Regions from separate parts of the Mus musculus genome. Here region 1 is linked to region 2. The links are chromatin contacts, called in public Hi-C maps. All regions are on one chromosome and are shown on one strand. Each heading gives the region's core, a stretch centred on a gene start, on an enhancer-like site or on the middle of the called end of the contact. The rest is flanking DNA. Distances are from core to core; before and after follow the strand shown. Region 1 overlaps Crb1 (crumbs family member 1, photoreceptor morphogenesis associated). Region 2 overlaps Ptprc (protein tyrosine phosphatase, receptor type, C).

Region 1 (5,474 bases), core at 1,595-4,094, 1.2 Mb after region 2:
TAAATCACGGTGTCACAAATCAACCCACTGGGGGATAATTGTTGAGTTTTTAATTTAAAGTGGCTCTAAATTGAGGTGATGCCTCTTTCTTCAAGAGTTTAGGGTTGTAAAAATTAAAACGGGGCCTGCAAACTTATTGAGGTAGAAAGGGTATCTGGAGGGGCTGCTTCAACCACGGGACACTTATAATCCAGTCTCTGTGGCTGTGTATATTTACCACCAAGCACTGATACTGGACTATTTAAGGATCTGGAAATGACAGATGTTGCAGGGACAAGGTTTTTATGACTCAATTAGTTTAAAAAAATCTGCTCATAGTTTTTGTGTAATTAGAAATACTAAAAACTAGGACTAGAAAGAATGTTTAGCACATGAAGTCGCTTGCTGTGCAAGCCTGGGGGGTTGAGTTTAATCCCCAAACTTACACACACACACAGAGACACACAGACACACACACACAGACACACACACACACACACGTGAATGTCCATAAACAATAAGGATTAAAATATTAAACTCTACTTTATGTGCGGTATTGCAGACACATGTTCTATATTAAAGGAATGCATCTAAGTTCACAGAATTAAAGATTCCATTTAAAAGCTCCTTTGGTATGCAAGCATCCATTTGCTCACATGAATTATAGGAAAGATGTTAATTTTTAATTGTGTAAAAATAATCTCAATCCTCTCCCAAGTTAGGTATTAGGAGATATAACAATAAAATTAAGAAATAAGTCATTTCACCTTTAAGAGTAGAGAATGAAAGGCACTCCCTCTTGGGTGGGTTGGTGGAGGGGGGAGTGCGAGGAGGGGGAGGGGATAGGGGGTTTTTGGAGGGAAAACCAGGAAAGGCGATAACTTTTGAAATGTAAATTAAAAGAAAGAAAGAAAGAAAGAAAGAAAGAAAGAAAGAAAGAAAGAAAGAAAGAAAGAAAGAAAGAGGAAGGAAGAAAGAAAGAAAGAAAGAAAGAAAGAAAGAAAGAAAGAAAGAGGAAGAAAGAAAGAAAGAAAGAAAGAAAGAAAGAAAGAAAGAAAGAAAGAAAGAAAGAGCGAGCGAGCACAAGTTTCCAGTGTGTTTGCCTTCCCACGAGAACCCAAACCGCTGTGTTATCTGCTGTGATGCTCTCTGGAAAGAACAGTATGCACTGCAGAGGGTTTTCACTTCCTTGGAAGTTTCAGCCATTCCAACCCTTCTGTCTCTAAGTGTCCAGTAAGCTGTCCCCAGGAGTGTAGACTCCCAGCAAAGGCGTATTATTTGAGTGCTAGGAAAAGTCAGATCAAATTATGGGTTGTGATTTAAAATGGCATTTCATAGTTTTAAAAAAGAAACGTGCAACTTTATTACTCTATTTAAAAATATTACTATCTTATTAAGTAGCTTACAGATATATCTGAAGCACACGTGCCTTTTCTTGCACTCTTTGAGTTTCAGTAATTTTGAAATTAGATTTGAAGTTATGAGTTTCTTTGTGTGTGGGGGGGGAGGGGAGGAGGTTGTGTACACATGCACTATTGGGACTTGAACTCATGGCCTTGCACACACTAGGCATGTACTCTACCACTGAACTTCATCCTCAGCCACATATCTGATTTATTAAATAGAGGAAAAGTCATTTTGTTTCTACTTTTGGAAAACATTAATGATGTGAACTCTTGGAAACCTCTGTTTACTACAGATTCATTATTACAATTGAGGAACTGTATATATTACAGCTTTAGAACAGTAATTCTCAGCACGCTTCACACTGAGCAAGTATCAAAGGAAGGAATTCTAAGTTCAATGCTATGAAATATTTTTCTGCACTCCATAATGCAATATTCACAGTCTAAGCAAATATGACAATGTTCTTTACAGGGATATATTATTTGATGTGAACTTGGCTCTCACTATATAAATTCATTATATTTATCACATGAAGATAAATACTACAATGCAGAGTTGCCCATTTCCCTGAAACCAATGAGAGACTTTCATTTGGATCAGAATTGAGTTATACTTGGTGGTATTATGCCTTGTCAAATATATTCACCCAATTCTCCAAATAGTTAAAAAGCCAAGATATGTCAATTTAATACTATTGCCCTTAGAGGAGTATTTATCGACAAATTCCGAAGGATTTATTTTTCCATTTGATTGGTTTGCTTACTTTCATAAATATAAACATTATGTTCACAATTTAAACAGTTGATAGCATTGCTTTTGCAACTTCCTTATCAGGATGTTTACTACAGGGTTTTACATGGGTTTTGGATGTTGGTACTTTTCTGATATCTACAGTTCTCAATCAATTACAAGAATGCCTTGGAAAACCTTCACTCAGGACAGATGTCAACCAAAAAATATTCTTAAGTAAACTCAGAATTCTGTAACTTTTCATTACTTAAAGCAAAATCCAATTCACGACTCAAATGAAGGCTAGGAGAGCTTGAAGTTCACGACAGTTGTACAGTAGACCTTGGTCTCTGTAAGCCTACCAGTCATCTACGCAACACATACCTGTTTCTTCCATCCACACATAGACCTCCATGGAGACACGGCTGACTTTCACATTCATTAACGCTGAGTTCACAGTGCTCTCCAAGGAATCCAGGTGCACAGTCACAGGAGTAGCCCCCTGGAGCGTCCTGACATGTGGCACCGTGGAGACAAGGCTGGGATCTGCATTCATCAATTTCCAACTCACAGTTCACGCCTATGAGAAAAGCCAACACAGAAAGCCAGAAAAGTTTTAGCAAAGTGAAAATATTTTAGCTGTTTGGCAATATTTTATTTACTAAAGCACTTGTCAAATGTTATGTTACCCAAAATAATTCTCCTCCTCTACTCTAATTGCTATTCACTCGGTGTGCTTGTGGGAAGTCGCACAGAGTGGGGCAGCTGCTGCTTGTGAGGATCACTGCCTACAACAGCTTGTGACTTTGTTGTCTGTGGAAACAAATAAGTTATTTTTAGGACAAAATTATTGTTAACTGTACTTTTGTTGGAAGACTAAATGCACTGGTCAATGTGGTTTTTTTTTTTCTTCGTTATTTTATTCCTTCATAACAGTTTAGTTAGGCTGCATACAGAATAGTGGTAAAAGCTTAGACAGACTGGTTTGGTGTCTTAGCAAAACCAGCTACTAGTCCTGTGTTCTGGTCGGTCAGTAAAGAAACTTTAAAGGCCCAGAAAAGGGCTGCCTGTGCTCATACATTCTTTATTACTGTGATTCTAACCCAGGATAATAAACCATGTATTAAAACATTGGCAGATTCCAAAGTGGCTCAGCAATAGTACTAAGTGTGACTTTGTTCTCTTTTCTTGATCTAAGTTGCAGTAGAAATGTTCCAACAGCATATGCTATTTATAACTGTCACTGGATTCTATAAATATCAAAGTTAAAATGTCATCCCTCCCCTTTAAGAAGGAGAACATTCTATCAGTAAAACTTGAAACTTGTCCAATATCATTAGGCCCTACCCTCATTGACTATTATTTCCTTCATGACCCTCAGCATTCGCCATCATGTCTCCCTACCCAACCTGTCTCTCAAAACCACTTAATGTGAGATCTTTAAAAATACAAACATGATTATGTTAATATTTGCTGAAACATTTTAAATAGCTTCTCCCAATCTCTCCAGAATAAAACAAATTATCTTTAGAATTCAGAAGGACCTTCTAAAAGATTGAAGCTAACACTGTCTGCTGTGTGTGCTTGCAACTATTTGGCCTGTCTCTCACCCCACATGGATGTGCCCTTGACTAGTAATGCCTTATCCCTTATCCATCACTCTCAACTTTCAAAGAGTGGGGTTGAGCGGAGCAAGATTCTGGAAATTACAGTTAAATTCTCCTATAATCCTCTGATGCTGTCCCTCCATTCCCTCAACATAACCTGTAATATCAGTGTATTTATCATTTTCTTATTTGTTCTTCTTTCTATGTCTTTGATGTCAGTGCTTGCTATTTTCTGTGGCATTGAGCATATTTTCTTGAACAAAGTACATGATCAATTAACTTTGAATGAATGATTGTTGCAACTTTGTGTTACTCTATTCCTTTCCCCTGAACAATGAGCTGGTAAGCCAGGGAAATGTTTCTCAGTGTGACAGTAATGCTGGGTCTACTGTCCCACAGAAACAGTGAAGCCAATTTATGGCTTCAAGAGATATTTGAAACAAGTCATGTTTTCTCAAGGACTGTCCTAAACTTTTGATACACATTTGCAGATATTTGTCCCTTATTATGTAGCTTTTGACAATTGGAGTTCTGTGTTAACATTCTCTGCCACTAGATAATAGACATCCTGTGCTATCAGTATGGAGCAGGTCTCAAACCAGATGCTGTCCCCATCACCCACTGCAACAGGCAGAGAGCACAGGACACAGGCAGGGTAGCCATGACACCGCACTCTGAATACCTTGTCCATTATCTACATAGCCCATGCTTTGCAGATAATTGTGCTCCAAGTTTATGATCCTAAATTTCAGATTCCAGGTAATAAAAGTGATTATTCCCAATGCACTATGTTTCTTTCGAATAAGAATCTTGCTAGTTCAGGGAAAAACTTCCTGAACAGAACAGCAATGGCTTGTGCTGTAAGATCGAGAATTGACAAATGGGACCTAATGAAACTCCAAAGTTTCTGCAAGGCAAAAGACACCGTCAGTAAGACAAAAAGACCACCAACAGATTGGGAAAGGATCTTTACCTATCCTAAATCAGATAGGGGACTAATATCCAACATATATAAAGAACTCAAGAAGGTGGACTTCAGAAAATCAAATAACCCCATTAAAAAATGGGGCTCAGAACTGAACAAAGAATTCTCACCTGAGGAATACCGAATGGCAGAGAAGCACCTGAAAAAATGTTCAACATCCTTAATCATCAGGGAAATGCAAATCAAAACAACCCTGAGATTCCACCTCACACCAGTCAGAATGGCTAAGATCAAAAATTCAGGCGACAGCAGATGCTGGCGTGGGTGTGGAGAAAGAGGAACACTCCTCCATTGTTGGTGGGATTGCAGGCTTGTACAACCACTCTGGAAATCAGTCTGGCGGTTCCTCAGAAAATTGGACATAGTACTACCGGAGGATCCAGCAATACCTCTCCTGGGCATATATCCAGAGGATGCCCCAACTGGTAAGAAGGACACATGCTCCACTATGTTCATAGCAGCCTTATTTATAATAGCCAGAAGCTGGAAAGAACCCAGATGCCCCTCAACAGAGGAATGGATACAGAAAATGTGGTACATCTACACAATGGAGTACTACCCAGCTATTAAAAAGAATGAATTTATGAAATTCCTAGCCAAATGGATGGACCTGGAGGGCATCATCCTGAGTGAGGTAACACATTCACAAAGGAACTCACACAATATGTACTCACTGATAAGTGGATATTAGCCCCAAACCTAGGATACCCAAGATATAAGATACAATTTGCTAAACACATGAAACTCAAGAAGAATGAAGACTGAAG
Region 2 (5,627 bases), core at 2,868-5,367:
ACCCAGATAATTGTCCCTCACACTATCAAATACAGCTTTCTGTTTGTGATTATATTTGAGTACTAATAACATGCGTGCAACACTAATAAACATCATGTGCTTTCGCTCTTTTATATTTGGCTAAAAGTATCATGTTATCAATTTCAATTATGTTAATTAACTAAGTAAGCAAGGAAGAGGAAAGTAAAGACTGAAACCCTGGACGAAGTGGAACACAGCGAAACCTTCACAACTGGGAGAGGAAAGCTGGGGGCTCCTGAGTTCAAGAGCATCCTTAGATCAGAGCAAATTCCAGACAAGTCTTAGCTGCACAAGATTCTCAGTGAACAAAAGTGAAAGTAAATCCAGGTGGCCATGTGAGAAAAATTGTTTCCCATTTTTGTTTTCTTGTCTTATAATAAATGCCTTCAATTTAAGGGTGAGTAGGTAGGGGAGCAGGGTGGGCGGAGGATATAGGGAACTTTTGGGATAGCATTTGAAATGTAAATAAAGAAAATATCTAATAAAAAATAAAAATAAAAGGGTAAGAACATAGATGGGTAGTTCCTGTGTGGTTATGGCAACACTAATGTGTAGTAATGGCAACATCAGAGTCTTTGAACTGGATGCAGATGTTTTCAAATGATCCATGTTCAAGGCAAAAAAAGTTGAGGGGGAAGATTGTGAGTTTGAGGCCATCTTGGGCTATGGTGAGAGGCTTTCTTGAAAACCATCATCACCTCAAAATTCTATCCAACCACCATCAGAGAAGCTTCCTCCTGCAGGAGATGGAACAAAAGCAGAGACTCACATGCAGACATTACAACACAGAGAGCTTGGAGCACACAGTCCTAAATAAGATGTTTCCACCCATTCCTTCCCATTAGACCACAGAAGAGGAGGCAGAAAAAGTGTAAGAGCCAAACTGGATGAAGGACACCAGGATAATAAGGCCTTCCAAATCAACTGAGACAGGTCATGTGAACTCACAGAGACTAAAGCATCAGGCTCAGGGCCTGCATGGGCCTGTACCCAATTCTCTGCATATATATAAATTACAGCATTCAGTTTAGTGTTTTTATGGGACTCCTGAGTGTGTGGACAATTGGGTCTCTGACTCTTGTGCCTTCCTTTGGGCTCGTTGCCTTCTGTTGTTTGCTTGTCCAACTTTGATATGAAGAATCTTGATTTACCTTAGTGAATTTTATTTGGTTACATTTTGTTGTTATCACTTAGAAGACTGCTCTTTTCTAATGAGAGACAGAAAAGGAGTGGATCCCGATGGGAGGGGAGATGGGGAGGAACTGGGAGGAGAAGAGGGAGGAAAAACTTTAATCCAGATATGTTGTATGAGAAAAGACATTATTTTTAATAAAATGGGGAAATATTTTTTTAAAAATCATCATTGTTGCAGTCATCACCATCATCACCATCATCTCCTCCTCCCCCTTCTCCTCCTCCCCCTCCCCCTTCTCCTCCTCCCCCTCCCCCTGCTCCTCCTCCCCCTCCCCCTTCTCCTCCTCCTCCTCCCCCTGCTCCTCCTCCTCCTGCCCCTGCTCGTCCTCCTCCTGTTCCTGCGCCTCCTCTTCCTCTTGTTCCTCCTGCTCCTCCTCTTGCTCCCCCTGCTCCTCCTCCCCCTCCTCCTCCCCCTTCTCCTCCTCCTCCTCCCCCTTCTCCTCCTCCCCCTTCTCCTCCTCCCCCTCCTCAAAGTGCTCATCATCCCTTGACATTCTCCAAGGTACCCCAGCATAGGAACACAACAGGACTGTGGAGGCCACATCTTAACACATCCCAGATTATATCAATGATGTGCATCTGTGTATGTGTATATGCCTTGGTATAATCAGCACTGTAATAGTCACTGATATAAAACACAAATCCTGTAGTTGTATCATTAGTGGGCTGACAACCAGGTTCACAGCACAAACTCTGTACAAAAATGAGACTGTAGGCGGCCACAACACGACCTGTGTGCTTGTTATTTTCTTACGTTGGAGTAGAGATTTGGGTAGAAGAGGAAGCATTGCTGGTGGCGATATTTCCCCACCCACTCACTCGTCTGAGACAGTTCCCAGGATAGACCTAATTTTAGACTTAGAATATCTATTTTAGTCTTCGGTGGCTATCTATTTTCCATTTTTTTTTATCCAGAAGTGTAAACCTGATGTTGAAAATATGTGCCAGGTAGCAAAAAGTATCTAACTGTACTAATTAACATTTTACTATGTATGATTTTATAACTCTTTACTTCCTCTGAAATAGAGTAAGATCATAGTGAACGGATTATATAGAGGCACCCACACGTGTTGGCACCCGTGCTAAAATGCTTTACTGTTTTCAGGGCCAAGAATAAAAGTCACTATTTCCAGTAAATACTAGGTGTATGACACGGTGCTGAGTGATGTTTTATGAAATATTAGGTGCTGAATGAGGTTAAATTATACTTTATATAACATTACAGCAATTCGGTAAAGCAGATAACACGCTCTTCTTACTTAGAGATAAATATCATAAACAAATAGGTGCAAATCTAGAGAATGTAAAGTTTAAACTTAACTGACAATCTGTCTGATATAAAAAGGCTTATTTAACTGCACTGTGATAAGAAAAAAATTAATATTAAAGTCAGTATTTGTGCTGAACAGCTAGGAAAGAATTAACAATGATCAGAATACCTTATATGCACCATCAAAATGGGACCCAGAGGATGACACAGTGAAAGGCAGTAGTGTTTTCCTGCATTGTGTTTTGTAGGAGAGAAGATCTAGTCATGCTTTAAACTAGGTATGCAACCTGAGCCACCCTCCAACTTACAATGCTCCTCCTGCCACAGTCTTCCAAGTGATAGGGTTATAGCCATGTACTCTCACACCCCCAAAAACATTATCATTAAAAATGAAACAGTTAGCCAGGTACTCTACATAAGACACACATACACAATTGCATTCTGCTGTAAAGAAGAGTAAGTCACAACATTCACAGGAAATTAGATCAAATTATAATGTTCAATGAAATAAGCTAGCCTTGGGAAGATGTATATCACATGTTTTGTTCTTATGTGGAGCTGTAGCTCTCTCTCTCTCTGTGGTGTGTGTGTGTGTGTGTAACTTATAAAAGGCATAAAATAAAATGTGGCTGATGAGATGGAAGAAAGAACTCTAAGAGGAGAAGGGAAATAATAAAAGGCTAATGGACCGTATAAGGCATGAAAGCAGAAGGAATGGCTCTTAGGGGAGGAAGAGGGCCTGAAGGGGAGGAAAGGGGGCAGCGCTCTGGGGGAAGGACAAAGAACAATGCATACGTATAAAAATGTCCACAATCACACTCACCACTGTGAACGCTAACTAAAATGCTGGTAAAAGTGAAAATTGTTAGACGGTGACAGTACAAAAGGAAAATTTTCATTGTTTACAGGGAAAGGACACATAACGAGAAGCCTGAAGCATACTGGAATGAGGAGAGCAGCTTGGCTTGACTGCCCAGACCCTCTCAGAGAGAAAAATAGAAAAACAATAATAGAAAAACATAGAAAAAATTAAAAAATAGAAAAACAAGTTTGAATATGTCCTTATTAGTATTTTCAAGATTTCAAAACAAATAAAACGATGGCGTGTGTGTGTGTGTGTGTGTGTGTGTGTGTGTGTGTGTGTGTGTGGTGTTAGCTTAAACAAAAAATAAACAGAAAATGAGAGCTACATTGTGGGACATCTACCACCAAACTGTTATCAGTCTCATGAAGAGTATCAAATGTCTCCCCCAAGATTGCACCCAGTCCTCCAATCTCCCCAGAGCAGCGGATAATCAAAGCCAAGGTTGATAAATGCCCAACTAATTTTTTCTCATCTCTCAGTCATGAAAGTGCTGAACAGAAACACTTGGCGCGCTTTCAAAATCATTACAGTACAGGCATAATGGGAAAAGCAAGAGAGAGGCAGCTTTCCTCCGGAGAGGTTTTCGGTGTGCTGTTCGGCTGCTGTTTGCAAAAGCTAAAGGCTCGCTCGCAGCAGTGCCTCTACTGCCCTTGTGGTTTCTTCTCCTCGCACACTTCTGTTTTTCTCATTCTAAGTCTTTATAGGAAAGGAAGAGGCGCAGCTCATGCGGTTAAGCACAGAAGAGCTTCCAAATGGTGCAACCGGTTGCCATAGCACCAGCATAATCAGCCCTATCTCGGGGTAAAACCGCAACTTCTCTAGCTCATGTTGAAGCCGCCTGGCTGCACACTTTAACTGCTACGAAATACCGAATTTCAGGTTGACTTGACTTTGCTCTAGTGAAATCGTATTTCAACAACGAGGCTAACTTTGTATAATGATTGGTTTGATTTCAGAGGCACTTCCCTTTGCAAGGTAACTTACAAATGATACTTTAATGTCAAAATATTAAATCCCATCTTATATTTAAAAATACAAACAGGAATTGTGTAATGAAACTCGGACTGAACATATTACAATAAGAAAAGTCTAATAGAAAATGGAACATGTTCCTTTCCATTCAAGATTATGAAATGATCAAAGATAATCAGGCAGGATTTTTTTCCATATTTGTGAAGAATCCTCTGTTATAATGTACTAAAATAATACCTACCAGTAGGAAGTACAGTATCACCATCTTTGGGAGCCAATGAGCTAAACTACTTAAGTTGGATAACTTCCTAAATGTTACACCTGATAGTACCATGAAAGCAAGGCCTGAAGGAGAGATGCATGCTGGTCTTTCCTCTGCCTGGGCATATCAACGGACAGTCATTTGCCCTGTGTTGGAAACATTTTTCCATGGTGAGGATTTTTACTAACACTCTTACATGTTGATTACCTTATTGTTCCATGATAAAGAAAAATATGAAAATAGCCTGCCGATGTTCATAAACAATATTGGGGTTGTGAGATATCGCCTATTTAGTTGCTTAAGAAAAACTCATCTTGGGCCAGTTCTTCAGGCTTTCTGTCAGCAGAAAGGATATTGTCTGTCTGAAATAAAATAAGTAGCATGCTGAATCCTGACACCTGTTGTAATATTTCAGGCGGCCTGCATCTTACCTCGATTTCACTGATTTTCAACCTGTGGGTCATGACCGCTGGAGGAGTCTCATATCAGATATTCTACTTACCAGATATTTACATTACAATTGATAACAGTAGCAAAATTATAGCTATGAAGTAGTAACAGAAATCGTTTTTATGGTTGGGGGTCACGATACCATGAGGAACTGTATTAAAGGGGTCACAACATTAAGAAGCTTGAGAACCACTGATTTAAGTGTTACAAAAACCATCCTTCCTCCAGGAAGTCTATTCAAGGTCTGCCTGGGTCTAGGGCTGCAATTCAGTTGTACTAGCCCTTACCTAACATCAAGGAGGCCCTGAGATGAAGCCCCAGAAGAGCCAGAATCAGATGTAGTCGCTTCTTCCTATAACCCCAGTAATCAGGAAGTGGAAACAAAAGACTCAGAAGTTTCAGGCCATCCTCATACTTGGCTACACAGACAATGCAGGGCCTCAGGCGACGCTGTAAAAATTAAAAATCCCCAAACACCTACTTGGATCTAGATTTCCTACTCAGGGCTCCTAGACCTCCAATTCTCAGACATTCGTTTTATTTGTTCGTGGGTCTGAGACAGGGTCTCATGTAGCCTAAGCTTCATGGTTGCT

Evidence for each region. A called contact is a pair of places that touch in the nucleus more often than the background predicts.
Region 1: a Hi-C map of ventral hippocampal neurons shows a contact between it and region 2, with 1.9 times the contacts expected there. The contact joins two enhancer-like sites. A contact is called at or near these places in 8 of 484 Hi-C or Micro-C datasets (the HL-1 cell line, cerebral cortex, cortical neurons and 3 more) and 2 of 115 datasets of contacts at active chromatin or transcription factors (astrocytes and large pre-B cells).

The regions. Positions count from the first base shown.
Region 1 is chr1:139,325,652-139,331,125 of GRCm38.p6, forward strand. Crb1 (crumbs family member 1, photoreceptor morphogenesis associated) reads right to left here. Exons shown (of 12, transcript NM_133239.2): 3 at 2,500-2,695. Among named protein-coding and RNA genes, the nearest start is that of Crb1, 49 kb to the right of the region's middle. Within about 2 kb of position 2,845, at least 12 of the 459 cell types and tissues checked have an H3K27ac peak or open chromatin away from gene starts, as enhancers often do. A contact at or near this core is called in ventral hippocampal neurons, where this site is marked.
Region 2 is chr1:138,132,519-138,138,145 of GRCm38.p6, forward strand. All of the region lies in intron 1 of Ptprc (protein tyrosine phosphatase, receptor type, C), which reads right to left. Among named protein-coding and RNA genes, the nearest start is that of Ptprc, 40 kb to the right of the region's middle. Within about 2 kb of position 4,118, at least 201 of the 459 cell types and tissues checked have an H3K27ac peak or open chromatin away from gene starts, as enhancers often do. A contact at or near this core is called in ventral hippocampal neurons, where this site is marked.